3 separate regions of the Mus musculus genome follow, and all the other regions are linked to region 1. Evidence: chromatin contacts called from public Hi-C and promoter capture Hi-C data. All regions are on one chromosome and are shown on one strand. The core of a region is the stretch at or near the end of the contact, and the rest is flanking DNA. Distances in the headings are between cores, read along the strand shown. Region 1 overlaps Adhfe1 (alcohol dehydrogenase, iron containing, 1). Region 2 overlaps Ppp1r42 (protein phosphatase 1, regulatory subunit 42). Region 3 holds the start of Snhg6 (small nucleolar RNA host gene 6).

Region 1 (4,214 bases), core at 1,239-3,738:
GGAATTTAAGTATTACTATAGACTTGCCTTTGAAAGCTCATGAATCCTAGCACTGCTTAAAAGCACACTAGTCAATAGTTTTCTGATTCCATGGGAGATAAAGTATATTCTAAAGTACTCAATAACGCAGGGAAGTAAGAGCTTCCAGTTTATCTCATGCAAGATGTCTGAACACAGAGTGCTTCTGTGTAAGCGTGAGGGTCTGAGTTTGCATCCGAGCACTCACATAACAGTCTGAAGCTGAGCATGGGTGGCTGTGGTTGTCTATAGCCCCAGCATTATGAGATGCTGCCAGCCTAGCTCTAGATTCAAAACCTGCCTTGGCAAATAAAGCAAGTAAAGAATAATAGAGCAGGATACCCATATCCTCTTCTGCTCTGTGCCTACACACAGATTTGCAAAGGTAAATATAAGACGAAAGGATGGACCATCCAGAGACTGTCCCACCCGGGGAGCCATCCCATAATCAGCCACCAAACCCAGACACTGTTGCATATGCCAGCAAGATTTTGCTAACAGGACCCTGATATAGCTGTCTCTTGTGAGGCTATGCCAGTGCCTGGCAAATACAGAAGTGGATGCTCACAGTCATCTATTGGATGGATCACGGGGCCCCCAATGGAGGAGCTAGAGAAAGTACCCAAGGAGCTGAAGGGGTCTGCAACCCTATAGGTAGAACAACATTATGAACTAACCAGTATCCCTAGAGCTCGTGACTCTAGCTGCATATGTAGCAGAAGATGGCCTAGTCGGCCATCATTGGGAAGAGAGGACCCTTGGTCTTGCAAACTTTATATGCCTCAGTACGGGGGAATGCCAGGGCCAAGAAGTGGGAGTGGGTGGGTAGGAGAGCAGGGCAGGGGGGAGGGTATAAGGAACTTTCAGGATAGCATTTGAAATGTAAATAAAGAAAATATCTAATAAAAAATAAAAATAAAATAAAAATTAAAAAAAGAAGCAGGCAAATAAAAGTCAATTAAATAGGACTGGTTAACTTAGCTTCTTAGGGCAGACTAGTCCTTTATAATTCAGCACTGTTAATATACAGCATTTGAAACAATCTGTCAATTATTAGCAGAATGGATCACTAGTAGGTCCAGCTTGCATATTATCCCAGGCATAAAACTCTTTAACCACTGGAGTCTGATCATTTCAGAGGTTCTGTTAGTGAATCCAATAAATTTGGAGTGTTGTCACAAGAAGTACACCATGTAGAGCCCTGTGAGTGACAATACAGTCCAGACATGTGAGGAGCAGCCCTGCAACAATGTCCGTGTTACTGAAGTCTAGCATATGTGTGTCAACAAAAGATTTTTTTTTTTCTTTTCCAGCCATGGCATGTCTTACCCAATTTCAGGTTTAGTGAAGACATATAAAGCCAAGGAATATAATGTGGATCACCCTCTTGTGGTAAAAATATTTAACAATAAATTACTCAACTAGCTCTTATTATTATCCCAATTTCTATAAGTATATTCATCAGTGGGTGTGGGGATGGAACCCTGGCAAGAACTCTGCCACCAGGCTGCACCCCAGCCCACACCGAGAGCCCTTGACTGCTCATAGTTCTAGTCATGTCAGAGTGTTGGAAGAGCTGTTCTGTGCATCTCTCTCCCCAGCCCCATGGCCTTTCTGTGGTGCTCACCTCTCCTGCAGTGTTCACCTTCACAGCCCAGATGTTTCCAGAGCGGCACCTGGAGACGGCAGGAATATTAGGTATGAACCTTTACCCACGGCTCTGTGACCCTCCAAGGTGGGCTGTTGCCCAGGGATAAGAACAAAAGCTTTCACTTTGAAGTAGCTCAGTGATAAAATGACAGTGACTTCCTGAAGCCCTGGACAGCACTTACATGCCATCATTTTAGCCTTCTAAGGACCCATAAGGAAATAGAACCTAAAATTGACCCTATTAAGTATGTCCTATTGCTGTCTGCTCTGATGTCGCCTCTTGAGAAAGTGCTGCTTGGCACATAACTAATGTCCTCTCTGACTTCTGCTATGCAGAGTCACTGATCAAATAAATCAATAAAGCAACAGTGACCTTTCGATCACAGAGAAGCCGAGCAATAAACTACAGCAATTGCAAGTGAGCAGCCTGCTTGACATAGTGTCACATAAGTGATCTAATCAGATACATGCCCACTGTGCCTTCTGACTCTTATGGAAATAAAATTATGTTCTGGATAGTCATAGGAGGAGGTTAAAAAAAAAAACTGAGTGTTTTTCTGAAACAAGAAGTCTTTTATTTTTTTAGCTGACTTGGAGATCCCAGTTTACTTGTAGAACATCTTATCCCCCTACTTGGGTTTAGGGTGGGAAGAAAAAGGCGGTAACAAAAACTCTTCATTATGCTCTTGTAGCTTGAGCCGTTAGAAAGATTACTCCCAAGGAGACAGGAATGACCGCAGACATCCTCCCACAGGGCTGCTGCCCTGGCCCTCACTCACACACCAGCCCTTTGTGTGCCCCAGGGCTCCAGGTGCTGTGTGGGGAATGTTAATGTCAGAAGCCCGGGACTTGGACCCAAGCCCAGGCTTCAGTTCACAGTATGTACTGTGTGCACACATTGGCAGTGATTCCAGGGGCCTGTATCCCTTCTCCCTTTAGGGAAGGGAATTTCGGCCATGCTGAGACATAGCTCTGGCCTCTGTAGATATATGAATGGTAAAAATTGGGGGAAGGGGCCCTAAATAGTAGACTAGATCTACTGTAAATGGGAAAAATCATAGTGAATTTATAGGCCATGTTTCAGGCAACACAGACATTATGAGAAGGCAGATCCCCTGTTAAACTGGGAGAAGAACCCAGCAGTTCTTCCTACTGCTTAGAAACTCCAATCGTATCCCATATTGCCAGTCAAATATGTTAATTCTCTATGAAACCTCAGCTTTTTCTTAGCTACACCAGTTTATTTTCTTTCATGTCACCTCTTTTTTGTTATTGTTTCTAAAAAATGCTTCATAGGAAAATCTAGATGTCTATACCGTGTGTTCAGTGGCAGCCATCCCAGGATCATAAAACTGTAACCCCATATCCTGCCCCGCCTCTCACCTAATCCACTCTTAGCTGCTGTTGGGCATTGCAGATGGATCTGCCAGGTCTGGTGTACCTTTCACCCTGTTGCTCTCCATCTGGCCTGTATCTGGTTCTGTTTACATTTTCCTGGAATTGACGTGGTTCTGACCTTCACAGAAGGAAGAGGCATAAATCTGACTGTAGCAAGGAGGGGCCTTGTACTGGTTTTGTGTCAACTTGACACAAGCTGTAGTTATCACAGAGAAAGGAGCTTCAGTTGGGGAAATACCTCCATGAGATCCAGCTGTAAGGCATTTTCTCAATTAGTGATCCAGGGGGGAGGGCCCATTGTGGGTGGTGCCATCCCTGGGCTGGTAGTCCTGGTTCTATAAGAGAGCAGGCTGAGCAAGCCAGGGGAAATAAGCCAGTAAGAAACAACCCTCCATGGCTTCTGCATCAGCTCCTGCTTTCTGACTTGCTTGAGTTCCAGTCCTGACTTCCTTTGGTGATGAACAGCAGTATGGAAGTGTAAGCCAAATAAACCCTTTCCTCCCCAATTTGCTTCTTGGTCATGATGTTTGTGCAGGAATAGAAACCCTGACTAAGATAGGCCTCCTCTCCCTCATAGGCCTTTTGTTTATACCTCATCCAACGCTATCTTTATTTGCAGAATGCTAGCCTTGTGGGCATCACAGGTGTGCCACTTAGATAGATGATCGAGAGGCCGAGTGCTAAGTACAGACTGGGAAATTGGTCCCTTCTCCTGGGCATTTGCACACTATCCTGCCTAAGAACAGAACTCCATGACCGTTTCAGACTGAGATCTCTATTATTGTTTGTGCTGTGAATCATTAAACTTCTGTCCTTACAAATCTCCAAACCTTGGCAACCTTCTTCACATGGTCGTCCTCGCAGGAAGCACAATTCCCTGAGTTTGCTGTCTTTGTTGTGCCCAGCTGCCACTGAGACATTTATTAAGAGGGACATCCCCTTATCTTTGCCAACATAGTCCAATTTTTTTTTAAGGTATAAAGAGGAAACCTTTCTTTCCCTACTCACATGCAACAGAGTTTTGTGATCTTATTTCCTTCCCCGCCCCTTGGTGGTCGATGTGTAGTATTTGTAGTTCTATATCCTTGCCTCAAGCTGTTTGCAGAAACCTTGTGTTGCTGTTAGAAAAGAAATTGAATGTGCACACC
Region 2 (4,214 bases), core at 1,250-3,749, 420 kb after region 1:
AAGGACACTCCCCAGCCTGCTGAGCTGCCTGTAGCCTGGGCAGTGTGCTCCAGGCTCTCAGCTTCAGGAGCATCACCCGTGCTCAAGAAGGGTTTTGGTGATGTAGCTGTCTGAATCATTTCTGCTCCTGAAAGTAACCCTTCACCTATCTTCCTGTAGTCTCAATAAAACCCATTGGTTCCTCAAATTAAACAACACAGTCTGCCAGCACTGCAGGCAACATCATTGTTGCCTTTTTAAAATGAAGAATGTGGGAAAATCCTGTCAGACTGCAAAACAGAAAAAAAAAAGTACTCGCCTGTACATCACCTGGAGACCACATTGAGCAGTTATGCCTGGCTCATCTCTTTAGGGCCTAGGGACTTCTTTTGAAATTATAATCTTACTGGGGTTATAATTTCCTTTTACTTCTTTTGTTGTTGTTGCTGTTTTTCTGTTTGTTTATTTTGTTTGTATTTATTTTTTGGTTTGGTTTTAGTTTTGACAAGGTCTCATTGTGTAGACCTGACTGGTCTGGCATTTACTGTGTAGACCAGGCTGGCCTCAAACTCACAGAGATCTACCTGCCTCTGCCTACAGAGTCCTGGAATCAGAAGTGTATATCATCACAGTCAGCTTTGTTTTATATTTCTTGATAACTATTTGCATGCTTTTATAGCTTACCAGAAATGACATGATATTTAAAGAGTGATTCACAGTTCACAGGTCCCACAGTGGTGAGGAAGGCCAATGAGAGGCATTTGGAAGCAGCCTTCCAGGCTTCTTGCCTTACCTCCTCTCTCCCTATTGCATCTCTTTCCTCAGTCAGTGTCAACACCCACCCCTACCGCACCCTCCTCCCTCCCCCACCCCAGTCCTTTGTCTTCCTGCCATTCTTTTTCTTGCTTTCTCTCCACCGCTCTTTAAAAATAAATATTCCAGGGCTGGTGAGGTGGCTCAGCAGGTGAGAGCACCCCACTGTTCTTCCAAAGGTACTGAGTTCAAATCCAGCAACCACATGGTGGCTCACAACCATCCGTAATGAGATCTGATGCCCTCTTCTGGTGTGTCTGAAGACAGACAGCTACAGTGTACTTACATATAATAAATAAATAAATAAATAAATAAATTTTAAAAAGATAAATGTTCCTTTAATTACTATTTGACAAAAGCATATATGCTTGGAGTGTTTTATATATGCCCAAAGAGTTAGTTTTAAGAAGAAATACAGGGCTGGGTGGCAGCAGTGAATGTCTTTATTGTACTCACCTACATAAAATGCATAAGCAATCAATATCCCCGCACTCAGGAGGCAGAGGCAGGTGGATCTCTGTGATTTTAAGGCCAGCCTGGTCTACGGAGTGAGTTTTAGGACAGCCAGGGCTACACAGAGAAACCCTGTTTTGAAATACAAAAACAAAAACAACATCAAACAAACAAACAAAAGTAATGCAGTGCACTTTAGTTGTGACTACATCTTGATTACTTAAAAAAAAAAATAGCACAACAAACACATAGGTGTGTGCCGGGTGTTGGTGGCACACACCTTAATCCCAGCACTTGGAAGGTAAAAACAAGCAGATAGATCTCTGGGTTCAAGGCCAATTTGGTCTACAAGCAAGTTCCAGGACAGCAGAGATGCACAAAGAAACCCTGTTTCAAAAAACTGGAAAAAAAATAATGCAGATATCTTTTCAAAATAGTGACTTTCTGAAGGTATATATGTAGCTCTAGAGTTTAGTCTATGCTTGACTCAGAGGGCTCAAAACAAATAACTTGGGAAAACAGGAATTGTCTTCTCAGAAGCAGCCCTCTGGCTCCTGGGGCTTTTGCTTACTGTGCACCAGTCTCTATTACTGTTATTATTATTATTATTATTATCATCATTATTATTATTATTATTTGGTTTTTCAGCACAGGGCTTCTCTGTGTTGTTCTGGAACTCTCCCTTTGTAGATAAGTCTGAACTTGAACTCAGAGATCCACTTGCCTCTGCCTCCTGAGTGCTGGAATTAAATGTGTGAGCCTCCAGTGCCTGGTTTCCTGTCTTTATTTACAAGTCATTGCTTAGAATTAATCATCATGGCATACAAAGTTCAGGGAACAAAACAGGTAAGTCCGTAGGCCTTTGCTTGCCCTGCAGTTCTTCAGTTGAATCCCCTTCTCTTAATTTTGATTAACAGAGCAAAAATTAAAGATGAAGCTTCTGACCCGTTGCACAACAAGTAGTTACCTTCATGTAAGAAAGCTGTCTCAAAACTAGAACTTCAGCCCTCAGTCTCAGACCTTAGATTTTGCTCCTTTTTGAATCCTTTGTTCCAGGTTTAACACAGCCATAGCTGTGCAAGAGTTCTGTATTCCTCTTACTCTAAGGGACTGTGTGTTGTATGTTTCATACTGTTGAATATGATGCCCATAACAAGAGAACTTTACACTGATACAGATAAAAAGTGCTTGGAGTTTTGTTAATTATTCCTCACTTGATAAATGACCCTGGACACACTCCCTCCAGTGTATGTTTACTTAAGGCTAAACTAATCCTGTTCTGAAATATGATTACCCTTTGGATACGCTCTGGTTGTTCATTGCCTTCCTGTCCTTAATAAAATCCTTTCACTCTCCTGCCCCTCGATAAATTACTCAAGGCACCAGACACTTTTCTGGACAGTCTCTGTTTGATAAATGATCATGTCATGCTATCGCTTAGAGGCGCACTGCAAAATTCTGAGTGGCCAATTGTCTTTCCCTGCAGGCTGGTGCCCTGCTCCTGCCTGGGTGTTTGTGGCAGGCGGTCTCAGCTTTAATGACTGTGATGAACCTGACCAGCATACTCCAATCTTTATCGGAAATGTCTGGCCCAACTGTCCTTACTAAATCTAAAGACAGCCATTTGTCATCCCTCTGACTGCCTGTCATCATCTGCCTGGGAGAAATCTATAATTTTTGGCTTGTTCCTGACTAAAGTGTGGAGTGAATAAATTTATCTTTGGGCCATGAAGCTTGCCAGGATCAATATTGAGCAGAGGTTGAATAAATTAGAAACTAAGAAAACATGACAGGCTATCGTGGTTTGTTCATTTGTGTATTATAAATCAAATATTTAGTTTATATAAGAGGCAAACATGTCACGTTTTTTACTTTTCCCATTCATCCTGAGAATTCTATACCTCATGATAAATGGTCACCAGAAAACCAATGAAGTAAATCACTAATGAATCTGACTGTGAGATGAACTCAGGTCATTTTATTGATTTGGAAAACTTTGCAGACATAAAAACTGTAGGCAGAGACTAAGGATTTTTTTGTTGTTATTCTTTCAAGGTTTCTTTTCTTTTTTTTCTTTTCTTTCTTTCTTTCTTTTTTTTTTTTTTTTTTTTTTTTTTTTTGCACATGCATTTGACTTTGTATAGCTTTAGCAACTTGAATAATGTTCGTCTAGTAAAGCTCAGGACTCAAGCGGCACCCACAAACAACTTTTTATTTATTTGTTTGTTTGTTTGTTTGTTTAGGTTTTTTGAGACAGGGTTTCTCTGTATAGCCCTGGCTGTCCTGGAACTCACTTTGTAGACCAGGCTGGCCTCGAACTCAAAATTCCGCCTGCCTCTGCCTCCCAAGTGCTGGGATTAAAGGCGTGCGCCACCACACCCGGCCACAAACAACTTTTATAAATTTAAGTTAAACTTAAATCATAAACTATTTGGTGTTTTTATATATTGACACATGCCTGTTTAAAGAGGTTACAGGAAAGAAATACAAAAACAAAACAGTTGTGAAATGTCATTTAATGTAGAGCTCCTGAGTCAACGAAGTTACTGTCATCATCATCATCTGGCTTAAACCTTCTCTCCTCCTGGAGAAGGAGGTCAGTAGGCCTTCTTTGGCTAATAGTTTCTCAGTATTCTGCCTGTGATCTCACATCTCCTTTCCCTTCTACTCAGCTTTTTGGATCCTGGCCATCTCTTATGGGGTCCTCTCTTACATCCTAACGTGCAGTGTTCCTTCTCTGGCTGCTATCCTTCCCTTTATCCACCACACCAGACCTGCTGAGTCATGCTTCTCAAAGTTTCATGTGCATTAGCAATCACCAGGGGGAGCCTGTGGGATGGCTCAGCAGGTAACTAAGTCAGTCACCTTGTCAGCAGGTAACTTGTCACCAAGTCTGACTGGGGTCCACGTGGGTAAAGTTGAAAACTAACTCTTAGAACTTGCCCACTGCTTAATACACACACACACAC
Region 3 (4,214 bases), core at 461-2,960, 380 kb after region 1:
GTAACCCATTTTAACAATGGCGTCACATGTTAGTCATTTGCATCATCTATATACTGCTGGCATCTCAGTCTTTTAAGATTCTCTCTTCAAAGAAACACTCAGCTGGGTAAACGGCAAAAACTTAAGTCATCATTGTGCCAGCTATTAAGGCCCTGTTAATCAAACCTCAAAGAAAAAAAAAAACCACACACACAATTTGTACCTTGTTATTGGCAAATGTAGTCCTGGCAGCTTGTTTCAATCACTCTCCATGACAAGTGTTTAGAAAATATTTGTTCAAGCACCTTCAAATGAGCAGGTTTTGTTGCACCTAAAAATTAAAATATTTGTGAACTCTCATTTTACTTCCATGTTTTAATACCTTGCATGAGTGTGCACTGGCTACTTTTATGTCACCTTGACACAAGCTAATCACTGGTGTAGGAAGCTACAATTGTAAAAATGCATCCTTAAGATAGGGCTGTGGACAAGCACGCCTGTAAGGCATTTTCATAATCAGTGACTGGGGTAAGGGGGCAGCCACCTCCCCTGGGCTGGAGGCCCTGTGTTCTCTAAGAACCAAAGCGTAAGCTAATAGCATCCTCCATGGCTTCGGCATCCGCTAACTCCAGGTTCCTGTGGTGCTTCAGTTCCTGTCCCATCATCCGTCCATCACAGACAGAAAAACATTTTACTCACGCCCTTCACTGCCAGTACTAACTTAAAGGACTGAGTACCAAGCCTTGGCTTCTCAGTCTTGGTGCTTGCACGGAAAAGCTTGAGGCATATATGCAATTGTGCAGACCATCACTGGGACATTAGAACAGGAAACGGCATGGCCAGAGTCACAAATCAGAGAATGAATGATTGAACCGATTACTGGTGATGACTTATCACCTGCAAACCGATGAGAAATCCTTAATCATTTTCATATTTGAAACGCTGAGTTTACAGAAATCCAGAGTACCCAATTTGGCTTACAGATACCAACAGTAAAGTATAACATGCAGGCCTGAAATGTAGTGTTCTTTTGTATCCACACGCTTCAGAACTTACCACCACCTTCTTTTGCCAGCATCCCCACCCTGCGTGGCTTTCAAATAGTTTGAAAATTTTGCTCCAACTTTAGATCGTACTTACAGGGTTGATCCATGAATACAAGCTTTTTAGAGTGATGCCAATACTTCAGATCAAACTATTAATCTTTAAAAAAAAAAAAAGCCAAAAAAAAAAAAAAGCCTAAAATTGGCGGTCTTAACATCTTAGAAGCAGTACTTTTCCGCCTCTGTAAAATTTCCTATGGATTACTCACTTAGGAAGCCTGAAACAGACCGCATGGTGGCTTTTCTTGGGGATACAAAGGGGCTCCCGCCAGGGTGCAGGCCCAGATGAAAGCTGCCGCCAGAAGCGGCCGCTTGTGCCCGCACTTCGAAGCGTCCAGAGGAGCAGGCCTTATAACTAATCTCGGTTAAGATTTGGAGACCATTGGGAACGCGCCCCGCCGCTCACAGCGGGCCAAGGGCCACACCGAACCCGGGAGCCATGGGGCCCCCGTACCCGGCTAGAGACGGACGCCGCCAACAAGGAAGCCCTCTCCGCACACACGGGGTTAAGCAGACCGCAGGATTCGCACCTGGAAACGCCCAAGGACACGCCGGGTTCGGCCGCCCGCGGCCTCCGCTGTGCGCCATGCTGCACCGTCTGCTCGCGCTCTACGGCGCTGCCGAGAAAGGAAGTGGCCCAGCGTGCGCGACCCTAAGGCGCTCCTGTAGGCCCCGCCTCTTCCGGCCAGCCCTCTTCTGCGTGCTCGCCTTCACCCCCTCCTCTTCCGGCTCTGTGTTTCTAGTGGGGCGGAGGGAGCAGGTTGTGGGAATTAGTGCGAATACTTCCGCTAGAGCTTTTTAATTGATTTTTCAAGTAATGAATAATGCCTTAAAATAGGACAGTCTCCCAGTCCAGGTCCTTATGTTTGCTGGGTCTTCTACATCCTCACCTACTTCAGTGTTTAAAAACCGTTGGTATTAGAAACTATTTAATTTTTTTTTTCTAAGATGTATTTTATATGTATGGGTGTTTGGCCTGCACGCTAGCCATGTGTGCCTCGCCCGAGAACCTGGTACTGACAGAGTTCAGTAGAGAGTGTCAGATGCCCTGGAACTGGGGTTATATGTGACCCAACTTACAATATGAGTGCTGGGAATCTAACCCTGGGTCCTCTGGATGAACAGTCAGTGTTCTTAACTGCTAAGACATCCCCAGCCCACAGCAGCTCCATTAGAGTTAGTGTTCTGGAAGCAGCAAGCACACGGACACACTCACAGAAAGAGAGATAAAAATTGATTGTCAGAAAAAAAGGAGCGTGCAGGGCGTGGTGGCGCACACCTTTAATCCCAGCACTTATTCCCTTAAATCCCAGGCAGGCGGATTTCTGAGTTCGAGGCCAGCCTGGTCTACAGAGTGAGTTCCAGGTCAGCCAGGGCTACACAGAGAAACCCTGTCTCGAAAAAACCTAAAGAAGAAAGAAAAAAAAAAAAAGAAAGAAAGAAAGAAAAAAAGGAGAAGCTGTTAATGAGTTTGATTTGTAATAGTAATAGAATTTTTCTTAGTCATGAAGTAGTCACCGGGCTGGAGAGACAGCTCAGCTAGTTAAGAGCACTGACTGCTTTTCCAGAGGTCCTGAGTTCAAATCCCTGTAACCACATGGTGGCTCCCAACCATCTGTAATGAGATCCAATGACCTCTTCTGGTGTGTCTGAAGAAAGCTAAAGTGTACTCACATACATAAAAATAAATAAATATATCTTTAAAAAAAAAAGAAAGTAGTCACCTAATGTGTTAGAGTTACTATTGTTGAACTTAATGGTCATGATGAAACACCACAACCAAAAGCAAATTGGGGAGGGAAAGGGCTCATTTGATTTAGCATTCTAAGCCACTATTCATCACTGAAGGAAGTCAAAATAGGAACTCAAGCAGTACAGAAACCAATGCAGAGGTCATGGAGGGGTGAAGCTTACTGGCTTATCTCATGCCTTCTCAGCTTGCGTCTCAGGATCCCTGGCCCAGGGGTATCCTCACCTACAAAGAGCTGGCTTCTCTCTCAGCCTCTGACTTTTTACTCTCCTTGGCCTCAAACTAACTCTGGCGATCTGTTCTCATCTTCTGGCTCCTTCTCATTCTTTGGCTCATCCTGTGCCTTCCTCATTAACCACTAATTAAGAAAATGCCCTATAGGTTTGCATACAGCCTAGTCTTATGTTAGCAGTTTCTCAATTGAGGGACCCTCCTCTATAGCATGTGTCAAACTGACATCAAACTACCCAGCAAAGTTACCTTGTTTGTGAATGTTATGACTGCATTGATTTTCTAGTTTTGATTTTTTTTAATTGGTAGTGTATTGTAGGATATTTGCTCACACAGTGAACTCTAAGATTATGTTATTTAGTTTAAAAAAGAACAAGTTTTTAATTGTGGTGTGGCTCTGCTCTTAGCATATACCTTTATTTCTTCTGGCCTTAATACAGACACGCCCTTAGTACACACCTTGAATCCCAACAAGGAAGATAAAATTAGTTTGTAGAAGGAAGTATCATGTTTAAAAGTGATGTCTAATTGAATGGCAGGCAAAGTGATAAATCAGAGAAAGATTTAATAGAATAGGATACAAGGAAAGCTACTTGAGGGGCAGGCAGAGAAAAGGCCATTTTACTAGGACAGTTATACAGAGACAGATTACAAAGAGAGAACAAGTTACAGAGAGAGAACAGGTGAAGAAAGAATAAGCCAGAGAAGGAGAAAGAGCCAGAAGATGAGAACAGATTTCCAGAGTTAGTTTGAGGCCAAGTGGAGTAAAAAGTCAGAAATTGAGAAGCCAGATTGAATCAGTCAGCTTGGAGAGGAGTCCGAGCCAGAGCACCTGGGCAGGCCTGCCAGCCAAAGTTCAGAAAGAATAGGAAGGGGTGAACTTATTCAGCAGTAAGTTTCAGAGACTGACAACATTAAAAGCCTAGATTAGATTGCACGAAGGCTAGAAGCTACAGGACTAGGCCTAGATTAGAAGCCAAAGGCAGAAAGCCTCAGAGATAACAATGATTTCAGGTAAATAAAAGTCATGTTTACAGGGGCACATTATGTGTGTGCTCACATGGCGGCCAGAGAAGAGCTCCATGGACTTGTTCGGTCTTTCCACCTTATATGTGTTCTTAAGCTGGAGCTCAGGTTGGCAGGCTTGTACA

The links. A called contact is a pair of places that touch in the nucleus more often than the background predicts. Capture Hi-C pulls out chosen DNA fragments and counts their contacts.
Region 2: a contact with region 1 is called in a promoter capture Hi-C map of liver. The contact joins two enhancer-like sites. A contact is called at or near these places in 5 of 39 promoter capture datasets (the 3T3-L1 cell line, cranial neural crest, frontonasal cranial neural crest and 2 more), 3 of 484 Hi-C or Micro-C datasets (the HL-1 cell line, the N1E-115 cell line and embryonic stem cells) and 2 of 9 other capture datasets (embryonic stem cells and liver).
Region 3: a contact with region 1 is called in a Hi-C map of the AML12 cell line, with 8 times the contacts expected there. The contact joins the promoter of Snhg6 here to the enhancer-like site in region 1. A contact is called at or near these places in 8 of 39 promoter capture datasets (the C10 cell line, the HPC-7 cell line, cranial neural crest and 4 more), 15 of 484 Hi-C or Micro-C datasets (the AML12 cell line, the G1E-ER4 cell line, the N1E-115 cell line and 9 more), 5 of 115 datasets of contacts at active chromatin or transcription factors (astrocytes, embryonic stem cells, large pre-B cells and 2 more) and 2 of 9 other capture datasets (adipose tissue and liver).

The regions. Positions count from the first base shown.
Region 1 is chr1:9,562,178-9,566,391 of GRCm38.p6, forward strand. It overlaps Adhfe1 (alcohol dehydrogenase, iron containing, 1), which reads left to right. Exons shown (of 14, transcript NM_175236.5): 11 at 1,332-1,410; 12 at 1,620-1,716. It overlaps 2610203C22Rik (RIKEN cDNA 2610203C22 gene), which reads right to left. Exons shown (of 5, transcript NR_015470.1): 4 at 1,646-1,694. Among named protein-coding and RNA genes, the nearest start is that of Adhfe1, 16 kb to the left of the region's middle. Within about 2 kb of position 2,489, at least 107 of the 459 cell types and tissues checked have an H3K27ac peak or open chromatin away from gene starts, as enhancers often do. A contact at or near this core is called in the AML12 cell line, the N1E-115 cell line, Sertoli cells and 5 more, where this site is marked.
Region 2 is chr1:9,986,127-9,990,340 of GRCm38.p6, forward strand. All of the region lies in intron 5 of Ppp1r42 (protein phosphatase 1, regulatory subunit 42), which reads right to left. Among named protein-coding and RNA genes, the nearest start is that of Tcf24, 20 kb to the left of the region's middle. Within about 2 kb of position 2,500, at least 14 of the 459 cell types and tissues checked have an H3K27ac peak or open chromatin away from gene starts, as enhancers often do. A contact at or near this core is called in liver, where this site is marked.
Region 3 is chr1:9,942,408-9,946,621 of GRCm38.p6, forward strand. Snhg6 (small nucleolar RNA host gene 6) reads right to left here and starts at 1,711. Exons shown (of 4, transcript NR_024067.2): 1 at 1,613-1,711; 2 at 203-310. Snord87 (small nucleolar RNA, C/D box 87) reads right to left here and starts at 136; the gene lies at 63-136. It also overlaps a transcript of Mcmdc2 not described here.